2 separate regions of the Zea mays genome follow, and region 1 is linked to region 2. A link is a contact called in public Hi-C data. All regions are on one chromosome and are shown on one strand. Each heading gives the region's core, a stretch centred on a gene start, on an enhancer-like site or on the middle of the called end of the contact. The rest is flanking DNA. Distances are from core to core; before and after follow the strand shown.

Region 1 (5,408 bases), core at 323-2,822, 180 kb before region 2:
CTTTTCCTTTTTTTTTGTGCGAAACGATACTCACTGGAACAAACGGGTTCCGTACAAAAAGAGGCTCGGACCTCTGCTGTTCAGTATTGATTGAGTTGAAATAGGTACTTACGCAAGCATCAATACCGGTTCTAACTACCATGCCTCTAGGAGGAGTATTAGTATCGTTTGGTGGCTCCAACCGTTATTAAAAAGCCTGATTTACTACTGGTTGGTAACACCAGCTGACAAAAAAACGATATTAAAAGGCTTTTTAGTATTTTTTTGTCACTAATGGTAACATGTGAAAGGATCATGATGTCCAAGAGAAGGGTGAATTGTGCTTTTCTAAAATTCTTAAAAAAATTAAACCCTAGACATGAGCCCAACTTCACCCAAACTACTAGCAAGAAGTAAAAACTATGAAACGGAGAACAACCATAAGTCATTATGATAAATACTAGCAAAGCAAATACACGACGTGGGAGCGTGTGTGATGCACGAGATACATCAGATTTTAAAAGGTTCAGGACGTTAAAGAGTAATATCATATGTCCTCTAGGTTGCTTGATTGTATTACTTGGAGGGCGAAATGGTTAAGTGTGTGTGTGGGAATCGAGAATTTGTGTTCTATTTGTGGTGTTCTCTTCGAGGTGTTTTTTGCGCTGTCCCTTTAGAAGGGGTCCCCATCTCCCTTTCATAGTCCAAGGGAGAGGGGTTTTACAAGTTATGTGGGGTCGGTCTAATAGCTAGGCCCCTCGTTCATGCATGCGCCCACAGTGCCGCATTGGTCCTGTTGTATAGGCACAACAACTCTCTGACTCCACTAACTTCTTGATCAGCCGCATGTGGGTGGCTAAACATGTGGTGAGCTCAAAGCCTTTAGAGGCATTGGGGGGCTGGGGCACGTGACGTGCCTAGACCCTAATGTGTGGTCGGTGGAGCGGGTGGACGCAAGAGGCCTCTCATGGGCACCGGAGCCCTGGGACATGTGCCACATTTAGATCCATCAGGGACAAGGCCCACCAGCGACATGTGTCGCAACCAGACCCCCTCAATGGATTGGCGAGGGCGTCCACAGAAAGAGAGCTTGGTTAAGATGTGTGTATCAAGGGTCTCGGGCATGTGGCATGGGTCTCGGCCTCACACTATTCTTCTCGTAACTAGGTCTTCTTGACATGATGACCTACCATGATGATGGGGTCCTAAGTCTATACTCCGCGCTGGCGGGTTATGTTGTAACTCATGATTGTGGTATACAGTAAAAACAATGTACCTAGAAAAAGCTAAAAATAGCTCGTAATTTAAAACATAGAGAGTGAGAGTACAAGATAAGTAAAGAATCGATGCCTATATATAAATGGCTTGTAACTCGTACATGATATGTCTCTGTTAATTTGAAAATGAAAATTTGGACAAGTATACATACGGTGCTAAAACACAGTCGATCTTCGTCCTTCAGCGTTTTATTCAAGATTAATTAATGGGTCCCGGGCTCCCGGCCCGCCTGGTTATTAGCAGCACCATTGGGGGCATTGCCATAGACTGCCGGAGCCGATCGTGGGCCCTGTGCGGTATCCCCCTCAAAGCGAACAGCTCGCCCATCCGAAGCGTGGCCTTGGTCCATGGGCTTGGTGATGTTGTTGTGGCTACTGTGTCGTATCGGGTGCGTTTAGCCCCAAAAGGAAATACCGCACAAGCAGCCCATTCAAGAGATCATTTCGTCCAAGATAGCTAGGGCCCATGTTTTTTCCATATCATTTTGGCCCATTCAAGATCAAGAACGACCTTTTGCATTCGTGGCAAACCCTAGAGATAGTATAGGCGACGTAGATGCTTGCACATATATACATCACCATGCATATGCCTGAGGACATACACCGCGTGCGAGTGCAACTAGCGTGTAAATGGTAAAAATATTATTCATCTATATTCGAATCGATGGGATCTATCTAAGAGGCTTAAGATCTAATCCGTATTCGAGTTTGGTATTCAATATCTGTTGAGTATCCTATTTATATTCGTATCCGTATTCGTATCCTCAAAGTTGGATAATTAGGATGTCGATATCCGTTTAAATCTTATCGAACACAACTCGATAATATCCATATATATCCGAATCGAGTCCGAAGAGAAAATACGAAAACAAATATCCGATCTGATTTTACACACACTAGTGGCAAGCAACGTCACGACGTTGATTTCGTGCAGACATGAGCACGCGAGAGCGTCTGCACATAGTAGCGTACTAGTACGAGCTGTCCGAGCACCTTGCTAGCTAGCTAGCTATAGAGGCGGCCCGTCTACTTGTGCGTCTAACGATGGCGATGCCAACGGCATCATGCATATCCCCATGGGCTATATATAAACTAGATCACTAGTTAACGAAAAGGGACAGATTGATCGTCATCATCGATCTAGGTGAATGAACCGTATACTTGATCATCTAAATTGAAATTAATTTTTTATCGGTGAAAGGAACTGCGCAATATATAAATGCATTTGTACACGCTTAATAGTAGAGAAATAAGAATGATCAGTGGCCAATACAAAAACCATGCATCGCGGATATATCCCTATTACTCCTTAAGAGCGGAGTGTAGACGTCCACACATTTGAGTGGTGAACGGTTCTGCCTATGGCGCGTGGATGGAAGGTCCTCTTGCCGTTGCCGCCGATGGAAGGTGCCGCGGATCCCGGCCCTCCTCCCACACTGCCTCTCCCTCCCCCTGTGCTCCACCTCGCCGTGTCCGCAATGGAACCCACCCGCGGATCTCGCCCACGATGCACGCCTCCACCGCGCCGCCGATGGAAGGTGCCGCGGATCCCGGCACGCCCGCTCGCCCGGATCTCGCCGTGTCCGCGCATGGATCCCGCCCGCTCGCCCGGTCTCGGCACGCTCTCGTGGTGGAGGCACCCGCTCGCCCGGATGCTCATGAATACTGTCCAAGCTCGCGAGGCCTCCGCCCGCCTCCCCCACCGTGACAGGTACCCCTGCGCCCCGCCTCCCTCCGACGCCCCTACCACACCGCCATCTCCGCGCGCAGATTCAAGGCAGGCGCGCCCCGCTCCCAAATTTCCTCCGCGCTAGGGATCCGCCGCGAATCGCCCATGGCAGCCGCACTCCATCGCCCCCTTCCATCCATGGCATCGCGCGTCCGCGCCCCTACGCCGCCACCTCACTCCTGGTCCTCTCTCTTGCCCCCATCCCCCATGAATCCCACCTCCGTGATGCCCTCAGTCCCCTTCCGCTCTCAGATTTCGGCATCTCCCGGATCCGGCCACTCGCGAGGGCCTTCTGCGACGCGCCGGCCTCGCGTGCGGATGCGGGGGCCAACGGGACGCCCAGCCCGCAGGTACTCACCCCCGATCACTCTTCCTCCTGTTGCCGTGTAGGATTTAGGCATCCGGTGCCCAACTGTGATTGCTCCGTGCGGACTTACGGTTCCAGCGTGTGCCCTGCTACTCACTCTTTCTCAATTAACGTGTAGGATCACGCCGAGAAGGATCCGCCCGATGTGCTAGACGTTGCTATCGTTGGTGGAGGCATGATGGGCTTGGCTGTCGCTTGTGCAATGTGTAGGTATTGCTGTTCGTGTGCTCTGCCCTGTTTTAAGGTACCGATGTGATGAGTCGTCTTGTGTTCAGTTGTGCCTGGCAGTCGATGCTCTCTTACTCGTCGCATTAGTATTTGACCATAAATAGTATCATCCCTAGAATGAGAATGTTTTGGCAGCTGCCACTTCGTTCTCTGGGAGCTGGAGTGTTGTTTACCCGTTCATAGTTTAATCTCAAGTATTTTTACCATCGAACCATTGCTTGTATTGACGTGTTAATGTTGTAATTTCTCATGCTTTTATGTCCTGTATGCAACCAATATGCCGTTAACGAAACACCTTAGAGTCGCTATTATCGATAGCAATCCAGCGCTGAAGTCAAGAAGTTACCTGGGCAAAAATAGTATACCTGTCGGCGTTTCGAGACCGGGGGGTCCCTGGGCCGACGAGTGAAATGTCGCCGCGTGCCCCAGCCCAGATGGGTCGGTGCGAGGCCGAGCGCGAAGGGGGGAAAAAGGCGACCGGAGACGGGCGTGAGAGAGGTGGAAATCCCGTGACCTTCGTGTTCGTCCCGCGCCCAGGTCGGGTGCGCTTGCAGTAGGGGGTTACAAGCGTCCACGCGGGAGAGGGAGCGAGCGGCCTCACGCGAGCGCCTGTCCCGTCCTCGTCCCCGCGCGGCCAATCCTCTGTAAGAGGGCCCTGGTCCTTCCTTTTATAGGCGTAAGGAGAGGATCCAGGTGTACAATGGGGGTGTAGCAGAGTGCTAACGTGTCTAGCGGGGGAGAGCTAGCGCCCTAAGTACATGCCATCGTGGCAGCCGGAGAGGTTTTGGCACCCGGTTCGTGTGGTGTCGTGGCCGTCGGAGGAGCGTTGAAGCCTGGCGGAAGGACAGCTGTCGGGGCTGTCGAGTCCTTGCTGACGTCCTCTTGCTTCCGTAAGGGGGCTGAGAGCCGCCATCATCATAGAGCGTGCGGGGCGCCATCATTACTTTGTCTGGCGGAGCGAGCCAGATGGGACGCCGGTCTTGTTTCCCGTAGCCTGAGTCAGCTCGGGGTAGGGTAATGATGGCGCCTCTTGTTGACGTGGCCGGCCCGCGCCCTAGGTTGGGCGATGTGGAGGCTCCTCCGAGGTCGAGGTCGAGTCTGTCTTCCGTGGCCGAGGTCGAGTTCGAGCCCCTGGGTCGGGCGAGGCGGAGACCGTCGGCTGAGGCCAGGGCTGAGTCCGAGCCCTGGGGTCGGGCGAAGCGGAGTTCGTCGTCTTCAGGGGCTGAGCCCGAGTCCGAGCCCTGGGTCGGGCGGAGTGGAGTTCGCCGTCTTCCGGGGCTTAGCCCGAGTCCGAGCCCTGGGTCGGGCGGAGCGGAGTTCGCCGTCTTCCGGGGCTTAGCCCGAGTCCGAGCCCTAGGTCGGGCGGAGCGGAGTTCGCCGTCTTCCAGGGCTTAGCCCGAGTCCGAGCCCTGGGTCGGGCGGAGCGGAGTTTCCTATGGTGCCTGAGGCCGGGCCTGGCTGCCTGTCAGCCTCGCTCTGTCGAGTGGCACAGCAGTCGGAGCGGCGCAGGCGGTGCTGTCCTTCTGTCAGGCCGGTCAGTGGAGCGGCGAAGTGACTGCGGTCACTTCGGCTCTGCTGGCTGAAGGGCGCGCGTCAGGATAAAGGTGTCAGGCCACCTTTGCATTAAATGCTCCTGCGATTTGGTCGGATGGCGCGGCGATTTGGTCAGGGTTGCTTCTTGGCGAAGACAGGGCCTCGGGCGAGCCGATAGTATGTTCGTCGCTGGAGGGGGGCCTCGGGCGAGAGGGAGATCCTCCGGGGTCGGCTGCCCTTGCCCGAGGCTAGGCTCGGGCGAGGCGTGATCGAGTCCCTCGAATGGACCGATCCT
Region 2 (5,702 bases), core at 1,715-4,214:
GAAGGGCGAGAGACACTGAGTGAAGTCGTCTAATCAGTAGAACATCATGCTTAGGTGTTTTCAATATTGAATATAAATATAAATTGTACATATGTATACACATTTTTTTGTAAAATAAAAAATATAATCATGTCGGGCCGGTCCAACACTACGGGCCAAGGCTACGACCCAAGCACAGCACGGCGCTCGTGCCGAAGTGGCTCAGGCACTATTCAATGGGCCATGCCTCGAGCCGACCCACCAGGCATAGCCCATTTGGTCATCTATACCTCCACACGATAATGATGGTCCTCGCCTTAGTTGTCGCCACCTCGTTCGCCATCCTACTTCTTTTCTCTCTCCCCTCATGCCTCCGCCTCCGCACCACCCCATTCTCGGTAGAGGGCATGAGAGCAGGTGCCTCCCCCCGTATTCGTCCAACACCAGCCCCGACACTGACCCACACAGTGGCTATTGCACGTCCATGAGAACGTTTCACAGCATGCGTGCACCATCATTTTCGCCGTCGTCGGACGTCCCGTTCATCTTCCCGGCCTTCGCCCTGTTCTTCCTCCGCAACCTGCTACTCCCGCCCACGGTCGCAGCCGTGAGCCGACCGACGCTCGTCGACGCGGTACGGGGTGAGTCGGTCTTGCTTCTGGCCTTTCTCCAAGCGTGCCACCGAGGAGGACATGGTGGCTCCTGCCACGCTTAGGTTATCTTGGCGATGAGTAGTCCAGGTCTAAAATATTGGACAACAAAGGCCCATAGTGCGGCAGCAGTCGATATATGCTACAGAGTTGGTGGTGGTGTTGTGTCGCCTCGACGGGTCCAGGGCTGGGAAGGCACTCGCATTGTCTCGCCCTTCTTGGACTGACGCCTAGTGCGGGTGTCTCTCGGTTTGGAGCTGCTCCGGCTGGGCTTGTTTCTCCACTTGCGTGCTCTCTCCTTATATGTATCTAGCGGTATACTACCTATGCCGCCTCTAGATGCCTAGGTCTTCGTCGTGCCCTTCTCTAGCAACGAACAGGTATGCCCGCCTCTTCCCTTCCCTTCCTGCTCTACGAAACCTTGAAAGTGGGGGAGGCGAGGGATGGGGGTCTCTGATTTGCTGCCTATGGTACCCATTCGATGGCTCGGCATCGCTTGTCTACATGGTCTTTCCCTTACCACGATGTCGACTCAGTATATGTACCTGTCACCCATCCTTCTGTCATTGCAAAATTATTGTGTTGTTCCTCTGTTGTTTTGTGTGTTAGTTTTTTGTTGTGCTAAGGACTGGACATAATTTGGGTGTGTTAATACTTTATTTATTGTCTGCACATAGTTTGTGTTCTTCTGATGATGGCTCATGGATCCTGTGAAATATGTGTTAGGATTTGGAGATCCATGCGGGCACTACCACAGGGTGCTCGTCCCTTGTGTTCTTGGCTCTTGCATGCATTAGGCCGTTTCTGAGACCACATTGATGCAATGGACTCCATGGTAGTGTTTGAGGTTGCTGAATTGGATGGAGTAGCAATGGTTTGTCATGCTAACAGTAAAAGGAAATGTTATTTGTTGGTTTTAAACGTTAGTAATTGCTATAAAGTACCATAATTTGTATGGAGCGCATCCAATTTTTATTGATGCCTCACTTTAGCAACCACTCCATATTTTGATCTATCTTTTTTACAAGTTTGAGTTCATGTGACTTATTTTAGAAACTTGAGCTCGCAAACTTCCTCTTATTTGGTCTCTGTATGGTGGAATTATGTCATTCTATAATCTCTGTTCGTTCAGTCAGTCATGTGAACTATCGCTCACTTCATTGGTTGTGTTGTATCAAGATATATTGGATAGAGTAAACAACAACATGAGTTAGTCAAATAAAAAAGTATTATACGGAGAGCGGAGACAATCAATAAAAAATTATAAGATATTTTTGGTAGATAATTTACGTGTGTATTGTTGTGAGCCGTCGTAACATACGGACAACCGTCTAATTAAATACTAATATTAGGAATGTAGTAGTTCCACCAAATTTATAAGAAATGGACTTAAGATGCACCACCTTTTGATTGATTCCTGGAAGTCCGCTAGCTATAGCTAGCTGCTACCGTACATGTATACAGGGGCGGATTTGGGCCCTGGGCCACCTGGGCCGTGGCCCGGGGCGCAGCCCAAAAACCCTCTTATATATAGGCATTTTTTCAACAAAAAAATCTAGACCAAAATATACTTCAGCCTAAAAATATGGCCTAAAAGACCTCCTACTGCACCAATTGAGTCTGGTGCTGGCGGCCTCCCTCAGTCGCTCAAGCCGCGAGAACACAGATTCTTTCAATTATTTTGCAAACCTGCGTGGCTGCATTTCCTATGTTGCCAGCCGCCTCCATTCAGTCCTCTATCGTTCTCCACGCCTTCAGGCTCTACGAATCCGACAATGGAACAAGGCAGCAACCTCCGAGGCAGCCGGACGGGCTCTGACTCAGGCATCCGCCACCGCCAGTCCGCCTCCAGCGTCCCTGCGATCCTATAGCAATGACGCGTGCGGCCCGCACTAGCACCACACCACCACCCAAATCCGCCCTAACAATACATCTCCCAAACTATACAGCTTCCTCAACCTATTTTCCTTTCTTTTCTTACCCATAGGCGAGGGCGGAGCGCCTCCCTGGCCAATTGGCAGTGACCACCTAAGCAGCGAGCGCTGTGTGCTGACTGCCATGTGCCCATCAGCCCATGATTCTCCTCTATTGTGAGCAATTATTCCCGAATGTCTGATTCTCTTTCTCTATCTGCCACAGTTTCACCGGATTGTTTTAAATATTACTACCCATAAAGTATGAAAAAATAAAAAAACAAATAGTAATCGTTATATTTGTAGAGTTGCCCGGCACGTTATTTTTACGGAGCTCCGAACCTTTCATGAGATTAGAAGCGCGCGCCTACGCGTTTGTGCGTGGTATGGCCGCCGGAACGCTGGCTACAGAGATGCATGGGTGCGGTGCAACGCAGTGATGTGCAGCTAGTAGGTACGCTCTCCATCCTACCGCCGAAAGCCGTCCGGAAAGGTAGACGACAAGCCACTTGCGGCCGTGGGCACGTTTCCGCTTGACTTTTCAGGTGTCCCGTGTCCATGCCCCCCTTTGTCTGCCGAACCACGCACGAATAGCTAGCTAGGACAAAGTATGCGTATGGGAGATTGGATGTGTGCTAGCTAGTAGTAACTTGTTATCTAGAGTGTTTGCTATTTTATTTCACTTTGGACCATGAGTGCGTGTATATACGCAGCCTATATATGCGTTATTTGTCAACTAAATACCACTAATAATAAGCCGGCCTAAGGAGTACTTGATTAATTGTCTAGCTTACAGTATATATCTAGACTTGTCGTCTGTGCATTACTGATGCAGCCCGGACTGTCCGTGTTTCGGCCTTTTCACTTGCCCTTAATTCATATCGATTTTTACTGTTTTACAATATTTTTTGTCTTTATAAATTACAGCTCAGTCGGTTTTAATTGGAAACGAACACCCCTTGTTTCTCAGTTCAGATTCACACGCACTTTGGCAATGAACCCAGGAATATTATTAGGTGCCACCCTCACGAATCCACGGAGCCCTTTAATTTGCTTTATTTCTTTTGCGTGGAGCCGCTGGTAATATATATATATATATATATATATATATATATATATATATATATATATATATATATATATATATATATATATATATATATATATATATATATATATATATATATATATATACTAGATATGTGCCCGTGCGTTGCCACGAGAGTTAAAATTTCTAAGACATTAATAACCGCACGCAGACAGTTAAATTTCCAACCTATTATATTGCACAAGCTGAAGCACATATTTATGCACAAATCATATATCGTTTTATCACTCGTCGTACCTTCAGCCTTCAACTCCATCTAGTTGAATAAATTTGGTCATGGTTGTGGTCGTGTTCTACGACCGCGCCGGGGCGGGGAACGCACATAGGCAGAGGAGCAGCAGCAGCGCGCAACTTCAGTGCATGCACAGGCGGCCGCCGCATCGTGTCTTTCACTGTGGATAGGCGACGGAGAAGACGGCGGCAACGGACACGTACGTGTCCCCGGGCTGCATGACGTAGGTGACGAGCGTCGTGGCGTTGTCGGCGGCGGCCGGGCACTGGCAGAAGACGGGGAACGTGACCATGGTGCCGACTCGAGGACGGTGGGCACCAGCGTGGAGTTCACGCGCTCCACGGCCTAGTACTGCGTGAGGTTCTGCAGCTTGGTAGTGGAGACGATCCAGTAGGTGTCCCCCGAGCCGATCTGGTACTGCATCGCCGCGTACGAGCTGGGGTACCAGGAGGGGCAGCGGCACGAACAGCGGCTGCCCGTTGGCCAGCGCGGCCGTCGTGGAGAGGTTGTTGGCGTGCGCGACCATGAAGCGGCTGACGACGAAGAGGTCACCGATGGCCGCGAGATCGAGCGGCACGCCCGCGAAGCCGGCGCGGTAGAGCGCGTACGCCTGGCATGGGTACGTGCGGTTGGCGGTGCAGTTGAACCCCTCGATGGACACCGGCGCGGCCGTGGCCATGGTCGTGTTCTGCGACCGCGCCGGGGCGGGGAACGCGCACAGGCAGAGGAGCAGCAGCAGCGCGTTCAGCCTCAGTGCATGCAACAAGACAACGACGATCGCAGAGCCTCAGAGGAAACACGATGGGTGGCGCCTCGCTAGGTTCCTAAATTAAAAAGTATATATGGCTAATTATTTTTGTGCGGGTACATATTAGATTTTGTTGGATTTGTGGTTTTTATCTAGCTGATTTTATTCTCGAACTGGAAATTGTAGATTGTACGATGCTACAAGCGGCTGCGGCCAGCGGGTAAGAGTAAGATTGTGAACCAGGCCTCGAGTCCATAGGGCTAGCCGGCTAGCGCTACCCGGGTAGGGGAACCGATCGAGCCGACAACAGCTGAGCAGCACTGCAGGCTTGCAGCAGAGGGACAGGCGAACAACAGCCAGCCACCAGGCCAGCCCCCTCAATTTCCACGACGCTTCATGAGTGGAGGGAGACACGATGCTTGCATCAGCTTCTCGGCTTGCATGCAGGTTGTGTAGCAGCTTGTGCGGCTTGCATGTGGCTTGCATGCGGCTTGCATGTGGTTTGCATGCAGCTTGCATGCAGTGGAGGTTGTGCCGCTTGCATGCAGGGAGGTTGGTGCATGCGAAGCGCGAGCGGGGGCACGGCAGTGGTCTACGTTAGAGTCTTAATAGTTGTAGATATATATATATATATATATATATATATATATATATATATATATATATATATATATATATATATATATATATATATATATATATATATTTACGGCGGCACTAAAATGCACCTGGATGCATTCTCTATATTGAATGCACCCAGGGTGCAATAACGCCTCGAGCACGCCCTCGGCCCACCTGTACGCACGCCTCCCTGCCCCCCGTCGCGAGTATCCTCTAATTGCAAACTTGAGTCTCTGTTTTTACTCCTTGATTACCATTGCATGTTGTGTTGTTACTCCAGTTGCAACGTTTATTGCTTGTTGATTGCAACTATGTGTATCCGCTAATTGCAAACTCATGATTGCGTGTTGTTCTGCAGGATGCAAACATACTTGATGTGTTTGTCCCCAAGGTGCGGCAAACATTTGATACAAGGGAAGAAGCCTACCTCTTTTACCTTGACTATGCAAAG

What was found. A called contact is a pair of places that touch in the nucleus more often than the background predicts.
Region 1: a contact with region 2 is called in a Hi-C map of ear, with 2.9 times the contacts expected there. The contact joins two enhancer-like sites. A contact is called at or near these places in 2 of 25 Hi-C or Micro-C datasets (ear and leaf).

Annotation. Positions count from the first base shown.
Region 1 is chr1:64,519,940-64,525,347 of Zm-B73-REFERENCE-NAM-5.0, reverse strand. No RefSeq gene overlaps it. Among protein-coding and RNA genes, the nearest start is that of LOC109943633, 22 kb to the right of the region's middle. Within about 2 kb of position 1,572, at least 17 of the 20 cell types and tissues checked have an H3K27ac peak or open chromatin away from gene starts, as enhancers often do. A contact at or near this core is called in ear and leaf, where this site is marked.
Region 2 is chr1:64,338,388-64,344,089 of Zm-B73-REFERENCE-NAM-5.0, reverse strand. No RefSeq gene overlaps it. Among protein-coding and RNA genes, the nearest start is that of LOC100194090, 32 kb to the left of the region's middle. Within about 2 kb of position 2,964, at least 15 of the 20 cell types and tissues checked have an H3K27ac peak or open chromatin away from gene starts, as enhancers often do. A contact at or near this core is called in ear and leaf, where this site is marked.